Linked DNA regions of Xenopus laevis: region 1 is linked to region 2. The links are chromatin contacts, called in public Hi-C maps. All regions are on one chromosome and are shown on one strand. Each heading gives the region's core, a stretch centred on a gene start, on an enhancer-like site or on the middle of the called end of the contact. The rest is flanking DNA. Distances are from core to core; before and after follow the strand shown.

What was found. Hi-C and Micro-C count contacts between places; a contact is called where the count stands out from the background.
Region 1: a Hi-C map of the XL177 cell line shows a contact between it and region 2, with 3 times the contacts expected there. The contact joins two enhancer-like sites.

Annotation. Positions count from the first base shown.
Region 1 is chr7S:28,857,167-28,864,798 of Xenopus_laevis_v10.1, forward strand. It overlaps LOC108705262 (sorbin and SH3 domain-containing protein 1), which reads left to right. Exons shown (of 33, transcript XM_041571065.1): 4 at 356-451; 5 at 5,479-5,592. Among protein-coding and RNA genes, the nearest start is that of LOC108705262, 63 kb to the left of the region's middle. Within about 2 kb of position 3,190, at least 1 of the 7 cell types and tissues checked has an H3K27ac peak or open chromatin away from gene starts, as enhancers often do.
Region 2 is chr7S:28,713,836-28,721,301 of Xenopus_laevis_v10.1, forward strand. No RefSeq gene overlaps it. Among protein-coding and RNA genes, the nearest start is that of anxa7.S, 24 kb to the left of the region's middle. Within about 2 kb of position 1,261, at least 2 of the 7 cell types and tissues checked have an H3K27ac peak or open chromatin away from gene starts, as enhancers often do.

The DNA of each region.
Region 1 (7,632 bases), core at 1,940-4,439, 150 kb after region 2:
GACACAAATGGTACAGATGATGTCGAAAATAACATGTTTTATGGCCCTCTGGATAGTAGTGTCAGATTTTTACTATAGTCAGTGTTAGGTAGCAAAACAGGATGATCCCCTGTACAGCAGGAACTTTTACGTTTTTAATGGCTTAATGTAACCATGTTATAAAATTTTTTGTCACAATGCAGCAAATTCATGTTTGTTTGTACACTTCTAATTGTATACAATGAAGCAAGTCATTATTTTGTTAGACCGCTAATACTAATCACTAATGTTAGTGAAATTTGCAGCTGATGAAACGTTACTCTTGATTTTTTTTTCTTTTGGGGGGATACACTCTCTACACTTTTTGTGTTTGCAGCAGATGCATCTCCTTTAAGTGCCCGTTCAGTCTCTGCTGTTAAAATCATTCCGGTGAAGACTGTGAAAAGTTTTCCTGATCTTGTTCCAACTGCAGGTATATGTTTGCTGCCAAATTAAGTAATGTGTCTTGTTTGGATCCTGATTCGGCATTCAGATCACATTGTTTTTATATGAACTTTGCTATAATCCATTATGCTTGCTAGATGCTGCAGGCTTACCTCCCAACTGTCTTCACTTCCTTCAGGTGTTCTGACCCAAAGTGGGTAGGGATTAAAGTGAATCAGGGGTTGATGCAGAATAAGCATGTGGTCTTAAATATACCAAATGTACAGTTGGGAGGTATGTGCAGAATACATTAAATCATAATGTGCTGATTTTGGGTGAACAGATTTTTTTTTCTATTTTGATTATATTTCCACACCATTTCCATTCTTACTGTATTTGTACTTTCTGTGTTTTAAGTTCTATGGAATCCATTAATGTCTCTGTATACTGCCAATGCATGGGTCTTACATGCGCAGCTATGTAAAAGCTTTTTGTGAAATAAATGCCCACTATGCTTCGCTCTTGACTATGTCATCATTTTGGAGATGTAGTTTATCAGCAGCTATTGGGATGCAGGATTCACTTTGGTGGACCCGATAGAATCTTTAGAATTTAACTTCAACTAAACAGATACTGCATTTGTGGAGCTTGGCTAAGGTTGAAACTGCAGGAATGTTATTTATGTGATTGCAGGGGGAAGTTTATCATGAAATGTATGTGCTATTTTGTATCTTTCTGCCATATTTCGGTATGACAGTAGTTTGATAAACACAGAGAATGGCATAAGCATGTTTATTGATGGATTATATATTTTATTATGCCAGGTTACAGTCACAGATGATCTGTTCATACATACCTAAAAGCTAAATTTTCAGGTTCAGCCTTTGATCGTGAAATGTTATTTACACAGTTGTATGGTACTGATGTCTAGAGGATCTACTGAATCATTTCATTGAGTCTCCATGTTTTCTCAAAGAATTTTTTTTACAAGATTTTTGTTTACTAAAACTGAAAATGTGCAGGTATCTATTATATATCTGTAGCTTTGACAATTCCATGAGAATTATTTGTTAAGATCTCCTAAATGCTATGCCACAACTAGACACAGAAGTACAAGTGATTGAGTTTCTTTCCATTTGGGGCCCCCTAGCTGACATCTGGAGTGGTGTTGTGTAATTTCCTGTAAACCAGGAAGTAAGGCATGCATTGTGTAATTTCCTGTAAACCAGGAAGTAAGGCATGCATCTAGGGACAGTTTTCCTATAAGTCAAGCAGAGGCTTTTTGTTTTGTTCTGCCACTCATCACCGAGCCCCATTGTTATTCAGCAAAACTTGTGGATTCATCCAAGATTCAAGAGGTGTGTCCAAAGAAACACTAACTTTGGCTTCTGTAAAAAAAAAAGTTCATGCTTCTTGTGCTATGCAGCAGTTACATACTTACATAGTTAAATCTGGTTGAAAAAAGACAAAGTCCATCAAGTTCAACCCCTCCAAATGAAAACCCAGCATCCACACACACCCCTCCCTACTTTCACATAAATTCTATATACCCATATCTATACTAACTATAGAGTTTAGCATCACAATAGCAATTGCACCGCAAGAGTTCCTTTATGAAATCAACATGGTTATTCCCTAAACATTGGCCTGAAACGGTCTGCACCTTTCAGATAATCCTAGGATTTAACCAAATACTGACTTGATTCCTGGATTTTGTACACCCGTAATTATAAAGTCAAGACCTATATGGAGAAAGCAAATGCACCACACTTGCAATCAGATCTGGACTGAGAATTAAAATAGGCCCTGGCATTTCAGGTACACAGAGGCCCAAAAAGCCCCCACCAGCCCACTAAATACTGACTTTCTATGGCACCTTATCGCAGCCCGTCTGGCATTTGCCATAACCCACAGATTGCCAGTGCAAGAAGCCCAGTTTTAGATGAATCTCTGCTTTAGGACCACAAGCTGGCTTTGGAAATCACATGGCAGAATTGTAGTTATTTACCTTTTAGGGCAGAGACACAACGAAGATCGGGGAGATTTAGTCGCCCGTCAACAAATCGCAAAATACTGCTATACTGTTAGGGCACCCGCTAAGATTTGGGGCAACTAATCTCCCTGAAAAGCCTTTTCCGGCTAGAATCTAAATCGCCAGCAGGATGGCACTTGTATTGCTTAGTTTTCCAAGTCGCCCGATGTTTCCCCGTGAGGCAATTTCAGGCGACTTCTGAAAATTAAGCAATCTGAGTGCCATACCGCCAGCTATTAAGATTATTTTTGGGGAGATTAGTCACCCGAAGAAGAGGTGATTTGTCACCGGGCGACTAAATCTCCCCGAATCTTAGCGTGTGCCCAGGGGCGATTCTTGCTATTATGCCGCCTGAGGCGGCCTTCTTTCGCCGCCCCCACCCCTCACCATGGCACTAACCTTTACAGCGCCGGAGAGGGCAGGGGCGGTCTGCGATGCTTAGTGCAGAGAGCGCAATAGTGCTCTCTGCACTAGAAGAGCCGAATTTCCGGTTTGAAAACCGGAAATTCATCTCTTAGTTACCAGGAGCGGCATTTTTGCCGCCCCAGGCAACCAGGGGGGCGCTGCCGTCTGAGGCGAGTGTCTCAACTCACCTCATTGGTGGAGCGCCCCTGCGTGTGCCCTTACCCACAGTATAGCAGTATTTTGATTCACATCCACCAGAGCTGCCGGCGGCAGGGCCAAATTTCTTTGGCGGGCTCCCGTACTACCCCCATCCCCCGCACACGCGCACAAGCACCACGAACTGGGGTTGGGCGCACAGCTCCCTATGAAGTGGCTGGGCGGCATGCTGCCCCTAGTTGCTGCCCTAGGCTAAGGTCTTTGTTGCCTCTTCAGCAGGCCTGAAGGGGTGCGGACCCTGGTAGTTTTGCCACTGTTTCTATAACATTATAAAATTATTATAAAATTAATTCTGATTGGAGGAGAAACCTATTTAATTCACTTTTTTTAAAAAAACCATGTTATAGTACCTAAATAACTAGGAAAAGTCTATAAACAAAAGCAAGAACTAGAGGGTGAGTACTGTCAGTGGGATGTTGAGAGTTTAAAGGAAGAGTCCAGATCACTTTGTATTACATAATCCAGAGACAGATGGCAGCTGTGTGTGAAAAGTGTAAAATATTATTAACTAAGTGGGAAAGTTGTAGTGTTGGTGAATAAGAGTAGCACCAGCCCCTGCTGTTAATATTGTTGATATGAATATACAGTATACTGTAACTAATAAGCTTCAAAACTCTAGAAATGTTATAGGTTGTTTTGATCTCTTGTGGACTTTTAAGGAACTATTTTTTATTTATTTATACAACCTGCTGTGCAGCCAGCTTCAGTAAACAATTTTAAGATCACATTAATTTTGTTCGACAAGCAATATATTAAGTGCAAATAGATTTTTATGGCATTCATGTGCATAAAACTTGCTTTAAAGGAAGAAGTTTCAGTAATATATGAGACTAAATCTTTTTTGTGCCCTTAACATTGCTTTATACCATATCCCTTAATAATCTCAGAATAATGTGCTGCACCATCTGTGTGTGACCACTTGGTGGTACAGTTGTGTTTGTGTCTGGGAAGAATTCATTTTAACTACAAATAATTTCAATGCACAATCTACACTTTTGAAAGCTTGTTATTGTATGTAAATGTATAATATTTATGCCACTTAACTCGTGGGTACCTTATGCAAAGCCTGTGGATACTGCCATTGTATAACTGCAATTCACTGTGAATCACAACAAGATCACATTTTATGTAGGTGTGATGAGAAGTAAGATGTTAATTTTGCTTTAGCGCTCTCTGCTCTGCTTGCACCTTCACTCATGGTGATAATGTTGACATATGGCTTTCACCGGAACCATAACATTTTGCCTTAATGTATTTCCACTTTGTCATGCCTTCTTTAAGTTTTTGCATTGGCATTGATGTGCATTTAACCTTTAAACTAACACTGCATCTTTTGAATTATTCAAATTCCTTTAACCCCCAGCGTTAGATGTTAAAGGGATGGTTCACCTTAAAGCCAACTTTTAGTATATTATAGAATTATAAGCAACTTTTCAATTGGCCTTAATTTTTTCTTTTTTATAGACAGACCCCATCTAAAAGACAAATGCTCTGTAAGGTTACACATTTATTATTATTGTTACTTGCTACTTTTATTACTCATCTTTCTGTTCAGGCTTCTGTTCAGGCTTCTCGTATTCATATTCCTCTCTCTGCTCTCTTATTAAGATCACTGTATGATTGTTAGGATAATTTGGCCCCTAGCAGCCAGATAGCTGAAATTGCAAACTGGAGAGCTGCTGAATAACTCAAAAACTACAAAAATAATAAATTAAAACCAATTGCAAATTGTTGTAGGATATCCCTCTTACATTCATTCTTCGGGGGTATTTGATAAAAATTGCAGTTTCTCACTATAAGTCAAAATAAATTTGACCAAACCCAAATCCCCTTAATTTATACAATAATTATTCTCGAAAAAATCGGTGCAAAAACACGTTGCAAAGAAATTGTGCGTCAATTTGAATTGTGTGACTTTCCTGATTTGACGCTCGAATCGAACGACTTTTTGGAGTTAACTTCAGAAAAACTTGAATTATTCAGATTATGTAACAAAAACCAGCACAAACAGTCCGAAACTATTGAGAATCCTGAAGGTAAAGAACATGTTCCAATTGTTAAAGGGACCATCTGCCATTGACTTCTACATAATTTTGACAGGTTTTCTCTGGAGTATTTTTGGATTTTTTGCAGCTTCAGAGCATAATAAATCTTGAAATATTTGAGTTTTTTCCCCCCTTTAAAAACTCAGCCAGAAAATTTTGAGGTTAAATAAATAGGCCCCTTAAAATTTATTTTAAGGTGAACTACCCCTTGAAAGTGAATGTTGTTATTTAACCAAGTACTGTATATTGATCAAAGATTGATTTTAGATCACGGGAGTGCATAAGGTCACTTATAGAAGCTGTGCTTTTTGGATCCTTTCTATAAAGTAATCAATGTGCTGTGTAATCCTGACTCTTGTTCCGTTATATTCTATGTAGATGTGGATCCTGCTAAACTTTGTGCAGGGAAAGGAGCAGTCACTCTTCGGACCTCTCCGGTTCAGCTGGAAAGTCAGAAAACTACAATGACACTGGACATTGAACTCTCTCCATGTAAGCTAGAAACTGAATTGTGTTGAATTATACTAGACACCAGGAGGCACATTTATCAAGGGTCGAATTTCGAGGGTTAATAAACCCTCGAATTAGACCCTCGAAGTTAAATCCTACGAATTCGAATATCGAATTTGAAGGATTTAGCGCAAATCCTTCGATCGATCAATCAAAGTAAAAATCGTTCGAACGATTTGAACGATTTTAAGCGATCGATCAAAGGATTTTTCTTCAATCAAAACAATGTAAGAAAAGTGCTGGGGAAGGTCCCCATAGGCTAAAATTGTACCTCTGTAGGTTTAAACTGCCAAAGTATGTAGTCAAAGTATTTTTTTAAAGAGACAGTACTTAGACGGTCAAATAGTCGAACAATTTTTAGTTCGAATCGAAGTCGAAGGTCGTAGTAGCCTATTTGATGGTTGAAGTACCCAAAAAAAATCGAAGTTTTTTTCATTCGAATCCTTCACTCGAGCTTTGTAAATGTGCCCCCAAGTGTTCTGTACAAACACATTGTTATTCCTGTGCATTAGGGAACAGAGGCAGTCATTCATATTGAATCATTAGTCACACATTCATTACAGGCAGCTGTTAGAATTGATACAATAGTTGCTCATACTCCAGAGATGCTGCTGAGAAATGTATCAACTAAATGTTGCAAAATTTTAACCGTTCAGTGTCTGCACCTGAATTACTGAGCTGCCAGACTGAAACACCAGACAGGAACATTCAACTTAGATTTTGTAAAAACAGTAAAAAAAAAATTACGGAAAGTAATTGAAAAAAAGTCTTTATTTCTGGGGAACAATCTGAAAACAACAGAACTGAAAAAAGTGCTTGGAAGTTGAACAATCTATTTAAGTGGTCATCATGCTTGTTCTTCAGTGAATTATTCTAATATTAGTGGAATTTTCTTATCTACAGGGCATTGATTGATTGATGAGATAAATGATTAATGAGATAAAACAATGCAACCCTCATATACCATAATAAGGTAAATGGAGTTATTGAAAAAAACAAAAAAATAACATTGAAAGATTCTGGGTCACAACTAAGATAACATTTCCAGCACCAACAATTAAAGGGATACTGTCATGGGAAAAAATTTTTTTCTCAAAATCAATCAGTTAATAGTGCTGCTCCAGCAGAATTCTGCACTGAAATCCATTTCTCAAAAGAGCAAACCGATTTTTTTTTATATTCAATTTTGAAATCTGACATGGGGCAAGACATTTTGTCAATTTCCCAGCTGCCCCTGGTCATGTGACTTGTGCCTGTACTTTAGGAGAGAAATGCTTTCTGGCAGGCTGCTGTTTTTCCTTCTCAATGTAACTGAATGTGTCTCAGTGAGACATGGATTTTACTATTGAGTGTTGTTCTTAGAACTACCAGGCAGCTGTTATCTTGTGTTAGGGAGCTGCTATCTGGTTACCTTCCCATTGTTCTTTTGTTTGGCTGCTGGGGGGGGGGAAGGGAGGGGGTGATATCACTCCAACTTGCAGTACAGCAGTAAAGAGTGATTGAAGTTTATCAGAGCACAAGTCACATGACTTGGGGCAGCTGGGAATTTGACAATATGTCTAGCCCCATGTCAAATTTTTTTTGTTCTTTTGAGAAATGGATTTCAGTGCAGAATTCTGCTAGAGCAGCACTATTAACTGGTTAATTTTGAAAAAAAAAAATTTCTCCCATGACAGTATCCCTTTAAGTATCAAATATATCATGAGGATCACAAGTGCTTCATACCTCTAGTAGAGTTTATTGATTGTAGGATCTATGATTAGGCTCAGGGAAACCGTTCTGGTGACTTGTGATGCAATGTCCTTTCAATGATTCTTTTATTTTATTACATTATTTTATTACATGTAGCATACACCAGATTTCTAGAAAGGAAACCATTTAAAGTGCACTTATCACTCCACATGGGTTAGTCTCTCCCTACAAGCAAGAAGTGGGTGAGGGTATCGGAATATTTTTTCTCCCATGCTGCAAAACATTATAATATTTCTGAAGGTCTCCAAGTACAAAAGTGACCCTTATTCG
Region 2 (7,466 bases), core at 11-2,510:
GGTGGGCTGCAGACCCTGGCAGCAGGGAGGGACGGAGACAGTCCTGGGTCGGCGGGGCCCATGAGGTGCGAGGCCAATCAGATTATTTTTCCGGTGCTCCCCCGGCCCAGTCTGCTGGACTGCAATGACATGGTCTCACCAGAAAACCTTATGCCCACACTGCAAACCATCTTTTCTCTCCTCTTCACTCAATCTCTTTATTCTCCTTGTCTCTTTGCTTTACATACTATTATCTCTCCTTACATTTCACTGACCCGGATTGTTACTGAAATGTCCCGACTGCACTGAACAGCCAGAAAAAGATAAAAAATCTCTAAAACTTAATTAAATAAGAGGCTTTTGGCAGAGAGCCCAGAATATGTGGCAGGTGCAATTCAATACATTTGTAACAATTTAAGAAACAATTATAACAACTACGGTAAGATAAGCAACCTCTTAGGGAAAATGTGACTTGCAGCTTAAATGGCAATTCACTTTCATTATCAAAACTGTAATAACACATAAAACCTGACTCTAAAAACCATAGAAATATGTTTCCATAACCTGCTATTCTTTGGGTGTACACCTTCTGACAGTTAATTTTTGTAGATTATTTTATTGAAGACAAAGTTATGAGGACAGATATTGTTTTGTAGTAATTTGTAACACTTCCCTGATTTTCCCCTTCACCCACCAGTGAAGTCATCTGACCCAGTCTCTGGCAGGGGAGCAATATAATTGGTCAGGGTGTGGGAGCTGTGCGACCCAGGAGGAGACTGGCCTTGATACCCAAAACCAGGGCTGCCATTAAAAATACTGACATTGTTGCCAGTGTGCAGCCTAGCACTTAAAGAGGCAGTATAATACTCTTTTCAATATGACTTCAGCAGATATGGTTTGTGCTGAACATAACTTTTTTCTTTTAATTAGAAAATACATATATCATTTCTTGCACCAAACCTTGATAAGTCTTAGCTATATAATAAATTCACATTCTACTACCACAGTCCACTGAAAATCAACCTGTATAAACAAAGTGGACTCCCCCAGCCAAAGTCGGACTGGGCGGGTGGGACACTGGTAAAAAACCCAGTGAGCCCCAGCTTTCATAGGGCCTGATCCCCCGGCTGACCAGCTTCTGTGCTGCTGTGTTTTAGGCACATGAGTGCACAACATTTTCTTGCTTTGATGCCTTTTCACGCATATGCATGCAGAATTTAGAGGTCAGGATGGGTCCCCTGGGGACCGCCAGGAGGGCCCTTTGTTTTGCAGCCCTGGGGGGCCCCCAAGGCTCCAGTCTGACCCTGCCCCAGCTACAGTCTCTTTGGCTTTGTGATAAAGAGCATCTCATTATATACAGAGCTTCTCAGTGGACTGATGATTTATTTTGATTGTGCTCATAGGAACCACAAGTAGAATGTAACTTTACTTTCAGTTCTAAATACTGCCCCTTTAAATGCCTAGGGTATATTGCTACATGCTGCATGCTGGCACCAATTTCAGTTAATATGCCACCAGTTTTCAGAAGCGTTTAATTACTTACTGTAGATGTAAGAGAAAAAAAAACATGGGGTACATGAGTCCTATGGTATCACCACATCTATACTCTCTTATTGAGAGTGGCCTATGTTAGCTGCCATTCCTTTCAGTGAGAGATCTATTGCATCCAGATCTCGGTTGCTGGAATCTTGTGGACTTTTTGTACTTTCAGTACTTGATGCAGTCCCAGCCCTACTCCATCCCCTAGGCAAGAAAGAACACAGAATCATCAATGCCTCCAACAACTGTAGGGGTTTGATATGGGATATCTTATTAAAAAGGTGGTTTATCTTTAAGTTAACTGTTAGCATGTTATAGAATGATCAATTCTAAGCATTTTTTCATTTGGTCTTCATTATTTATTTTTATATAGTTTTTCTTAATTATTTGCCTTCTTCTTCTTAATCTTTCCAGCTTTCAAATGGGGGTCACTGATCCCACCTAAAGAAACGAATGCACTGTAAGGCTACACATGTATTGTTATTGCTACTTTTTATTACTCATCTCTCCCTCTCTCATATTTATATTCCAGTCTCTTAGTCAAACCAATGCATGGTTGCTAGGCTAATGTGGATTCTAGCAACCAGATAGCTGAAATTGCAGACTGGAGAGCTGCTGAGTTAAAAACTTAATAACTCAAAAACCACAAATAATAAAAAAAGAAAACCAAGTGTAAATTTTCTCAGAATTTCACTCCCTACATAATACTAAAACTCAAAGGTGAACAACCCTATTAAATGCAGGCAGTTACACTATAAGAATTCAGTTATGCTACATACATACGAGAGGCAAACCTCAGCTCCAAGGAGCAACTGCAATGCAGGGCACTTGTAGGCACTCAACAAGCTAAAATTGTAATACATGTTCATCATGTTTCTTTCTATAAAACAAAATAAAGTTATTATGAACATTACTAGTCATAACTAAATATCTAGCTGTTATTTCTTAGCATTCCCAAGCAGAGACAATGAATTTATTCCACATTGGCTTGAAGTAGGCTTCAAGTAGGAATAGATGTACATGTAACAGTCCTGGAATGTTTCCGAGGGAGCAGTTCTTACAGCAAACACATTGCATATTTCATAGGTAACACTACATTTTCCAGAGATTTTCCTAGTGAAAGGTTTGCAGGCATGATGTTTGCTGTGTCTGGGTTCTTTTTCTATCTCACGGCACCAATCTCCCACTCAGCATTTTTCCACCATATAGTCAAAGGCTTTTCCTCTCTCATCTGGATACTTTGCAGTTTTTTTTATGCCAACTAATGGTAGGCAGCCTGGAAGCAAATGCCTAATGTCCTCTATCCTTCATCTTTAAGCCAAGATAGAGGCAAAATAAATCTGGCATGAGGGGGCGAAAAAAAAAGAAAAATTGCTTTAGGAGGATTCACAGAAAAGAGAATTGTTTCTAAGAACACAGTGTGACATGAAGAGTTTGTACTAAGTTGGGGGGGCGGAGGTCTGCCAGTATTTTAGATTCTGACACTGGTAGTGGGAGTTTTTAGATCCTCCACAAATCAATATAATCTCCTGTCTTTATTATCAGATTTTTATTTTGCATATACAAGATAATATAAACCCCATATGTAATCTGAAATGTTATGGAAAGTCAAGAGCTTGATGATTCCCGTTATGGGTGCTTATTATTAAACATGAATGGCAGTTTGGGACTTAGTAAGTTTTTTTTTATTTTCAATAATGTCAACCAAACCCACAGCATTAGGGAGATCCAGCCCTGGATTTTTTTGAATACCTAATCGAGGATTTGTACGATTTTCGGACCGTGTGTTGAGAGTCCCGACATTTTTCGTCCGGGGGAGATCAGTCGTTTGGTCGATTGGACAGGTTTGATTCTGTCCCAACCGGCCTGCCGGAGCCCATTGTGAAATCTGATCGACGTTACCCCCAATATAGCCATGCCCGTTAGTGGCATATCAGGGAAAGATCGGCTCGTTTGGCAATGTCGCCAAACGAGCGGATCTTTGCGTCTATGGCCACCTTTAATGGTGACATCAAATAAGCTTTCAAATGTCTGGAGTAAATAAATACCTACATCATTGACATTTCTGGAAAAAAAATATAATGTATTTGTAGTGATCTCCAAGAAAACCTTTAGTCTGTGGCCTTGTTCATTCATAGGGGCAGATTTACTAAAGGGCGAAGTGACTAACGCTGGTGAAGTCACGTCTTTCAGGCAGTTTGCCGATTTACTAACGGGCGCAGACGTAACTTCGCTAGCGAAAGAGACAGACGCTAGCAATCATTCGCCAGGTAAATTTTCGCTCTGGCGAATGGACGTTACTGAACATTACTTCTTTTGCCAGACTTGACTTCACCAGCTCAGACCAGGCGTAGTGCATTGGAGTGCATAGATGTTCCTCAATTTTTAATGGAAAAAAGTCCCAAAAAATGCTGGCGTCTTTTCCTTTTTTTCCAGAGTGATAGCCTGCAAAAGTCTGTAAATTTTTTTTTGGGTAACCGTGTTGCCCCTTATATTTTCTAACATATGGAACAGAAACTATACAGTGGGCTCATGTGTAGGGCATTATAACAACTCTATTTTATTTATTAAGGTTCCCTGGACTTGTGTAATGTAATTTATTTGCTGCAACATATACGTCCATGTAACTTTATAATTTCCAGCTGTATGCAAATTAGCCAACGCTAGCGCAACTTCGCTTTGGTTGCTGGAGTAACGCTAGCGAAACTTCGCCAGCATTCAGCGCCCTGGACGCAACTTCGCATTTTAGTAAATTAGAGTTGTTTAATAGAATTTACGCCTGGCAAAGTGTTGCAATGGCCGCGATGCCGTCGCTGGCGAATTTTCACAGATTAGTAAATTTGCCCCATACAGTCAGCATGTTGGCGTCTCACATTTAAATTAACAATGTCAATCAAAGAAAATCCCATAGTCTGGCCTGACACTTTCATAATGGGAGGAAGACCTAGAGTGCATTAAAATAGTGCACATATTTAGATATTTGTCTACTAAAGAATTGTGTTAGTATGTGTAAGCCACTGGGCTTACTTTATATACTGTACATAAAGGAGCCCTAGAAAGTCTGATTTTCCCCAGTCCTGTTTTAGTGTTTCAAACAAGAAAGAAATAGAATCCAATATGGTTAGAAGTCATGCATGCACCTATGTATATATTAATGCTTATTAATGCTGTTTCATCTCAGTGGGGTGAAAAAGAAATGGAAATGACATCTTTAATAACTGTCCAGAAAATAAGGGTGCAGCATGTAACTGTGGGTAAAGGTGCGGCCCAACAGCTGCTTGGATTTGGCCTGCTGAACTCCTTACAGAATTTCACATTGATAAACATTTTAATTTTGCACATTCCCTTTGTGGGATTGGCCAACTGTAACACTGAACAACAACAGATCTTACTAAGGTTTAACCAAACCATCATCTGTCCTATTACAGGGTACAACACTTTCTAAAGGATGGTTTATGTCAAGGATTTGTATTTATTTATATGATTTACCTTTGGCTGTAGCAATGACTGACAGGTCTAAAACGGGAATCTACCAATTAATAGCTGTTTTTCTCAACAAAAAAAAAGTTGGTTTGTTTGACTCAGTGGGAAGCACTTCTGCATTGCAGCACTGAGTTTAATTCTGAGTTCAATTAATTAATTAATTAATTCATTCATTATTAATTAATTAATGAACCTGCAAGGAGTTTGTATATTCTCCCTGTGTCTGTGTGCCTCTGGATACTCCAAGTTCCTGTTAAAACATACATGTAGGTTAATTGGCTCCTGATGAAACTGACCCTAATGTGCATGAATATGATAATGATTTATGACAAGCGAGTTGCCTGTACAAGTCTTTTTTGGGGGAATTTAGCTATGGTAGGCAGGTCTGCAGAGGATCAGGAGCAAAAAGACAGGGACACGGACATCACATCTTCAGACAAAACACAGTTTTATTTCACCAAGCTTTTCCCAACATAAACTCACAGGAAAACAGGTGTTCTCACCATTCACAGCAGCTTCCACACTCTGGAACATTCTGGCTTCTCACTACGCCGCTCTCTACTCTCCCTTACAGGGATACTCATTCGCCAGCCTCTGCATCGGCTCATCTTCTGACTCTAGCAGCAACACACCTCCCTCCTGTACAAGGAGGTGTCCTCTGGGCCTCACACCCTTCTCTAGAATAAGAAGGTCTCTAGGGGTATTGAGATGTAGTCCCACACCTCTTTTATTTGCAGCTCACCTGCAGCCTAATCAGGCTACTACCTATAGATGGGGCAACTGAATATACTAAGGGGGTTATTTATCAAAAGTTGAATTTTAGAGTAATGTGATTTTTTTAAAATTCTAATAAATTCCATTCACAATTCGAATGTAATGTTATTTATGAAAAAATGTTACCATCTTTGATCAAATAGTCCCAACTCGAAAACTCTAATCGAATTTGAATCGAGTTTTCCTCTGAAAAAAAATGAGAGTGTGAAATTTTTTCCAAATTGGAGTCTATGGGGCGTCATTTTCGAAGTGAAACTTGCCAGGGGTGAATGATTAATCTCACATTTGAATTCAAATTTAAGTTGGTTGTTTTAAATTCAAATTAGTGAGTTTTGACCAAAGAAAAATGTGAAATTTCGAATTTGAATTTACTATTTGAACCTTGGTTTTTATTGACTCAGCCTGAAGTTTAGCCTTTCCGCAATTGTCTTACTGCAAGATGGCAAGGAGCTCCTTATCTTCTCCACAGGCCCCTCCGCCGCCTGAGGCAGCTTGCAGTTGCTGCCGCCCCCTCCCCCATGTGCTCAACTTTTTGTGCCGGAGGGGGTCTGTGGGGGTTCCACAAGGGCGGCAGAGAGGGCCAGGATGCTAGTGCAGAGAGCATAATTGCGCTCTCTGTGTTCGAAGAGTCGAACTTCCGGTATGATAACCGGAAATTCGGCTCTTTAAATACCAGGAGCGGCATTTTTGCCGCCCCTGGTACCTAGTGGGGAGCTGCTGCCTGAGGCGAAATTCTCAGCTCACCTCATTGGTAAAGCGCCCCTGTCCACAGGGCACTTTGGTTTGGAATCCCATTAAAGGGGTTGTTCACCTTTGAGTTACCTTTTAGAAGATGTAGGAAGCAATATTCTGAGACAATTTGCATTTGGTTTTTATTATTTATTATTTGCGTTTTTTTTTAGTTTTTTGGCTTTTTATTCAGCAGCTCTCCGTTTTGCAGTCGGCAATCTGGTTGCTAGGTTCCAAATTACTCTAGCAAAGATGCATTGATTTGAATGAGAATATGGAATATTAATAGGGGAACAGAAATAGGAGTAATAAAAAGTAGCAATAACAATAAATGTGTAGCTTTAGAGAAGATTTGTTTTTAGAGGGGGCCAGTGACCCCCTTTTGAAAGCTATAAAAAGTCAGGAGAAGAAGGCAAATAATTCATAAACTATAAAAAAAAATAATAATGAAGACCTATTGTAAAGTTACTTAGAATTTGTTATTCTATAACATACTAAAAGTTAACCTGAAGGTGAACCACCCCTTTAAAAGAAGCAATGATGTGGCCTGACTATCAGTTTAGGAGGTGTGGTATCATCTCTTTGGTGTATTCTCTGCAAAACAGAATCTTTATACCTGGGTCAATCATAGATTACATCATAGCTTGTACAAATCATAGGCATTCCCATGTAGTAAGTATAACTCTAGTGAAAAATGAAAGGACTTAGTGCCCCTTTAAAGCCACTGGTACCAAAAGATTTCTACCTGCAATACCCCAACCACTTTAGGGCATTCATTTCTCACTCACTATTATAAAGCATATAAAAATGTTTGTAAATGTAAATGCAAATTTAAAAAAACAATTTAGTATCAAATAGAAGTTTAGTACTCACAGAGCATGTGTAGTAGGGCCAAAGGGATAGAGGAGTGGCAAGCAATATATGATTGACAGCTGATGACTATGAAAGAGTTTATAGCAGTT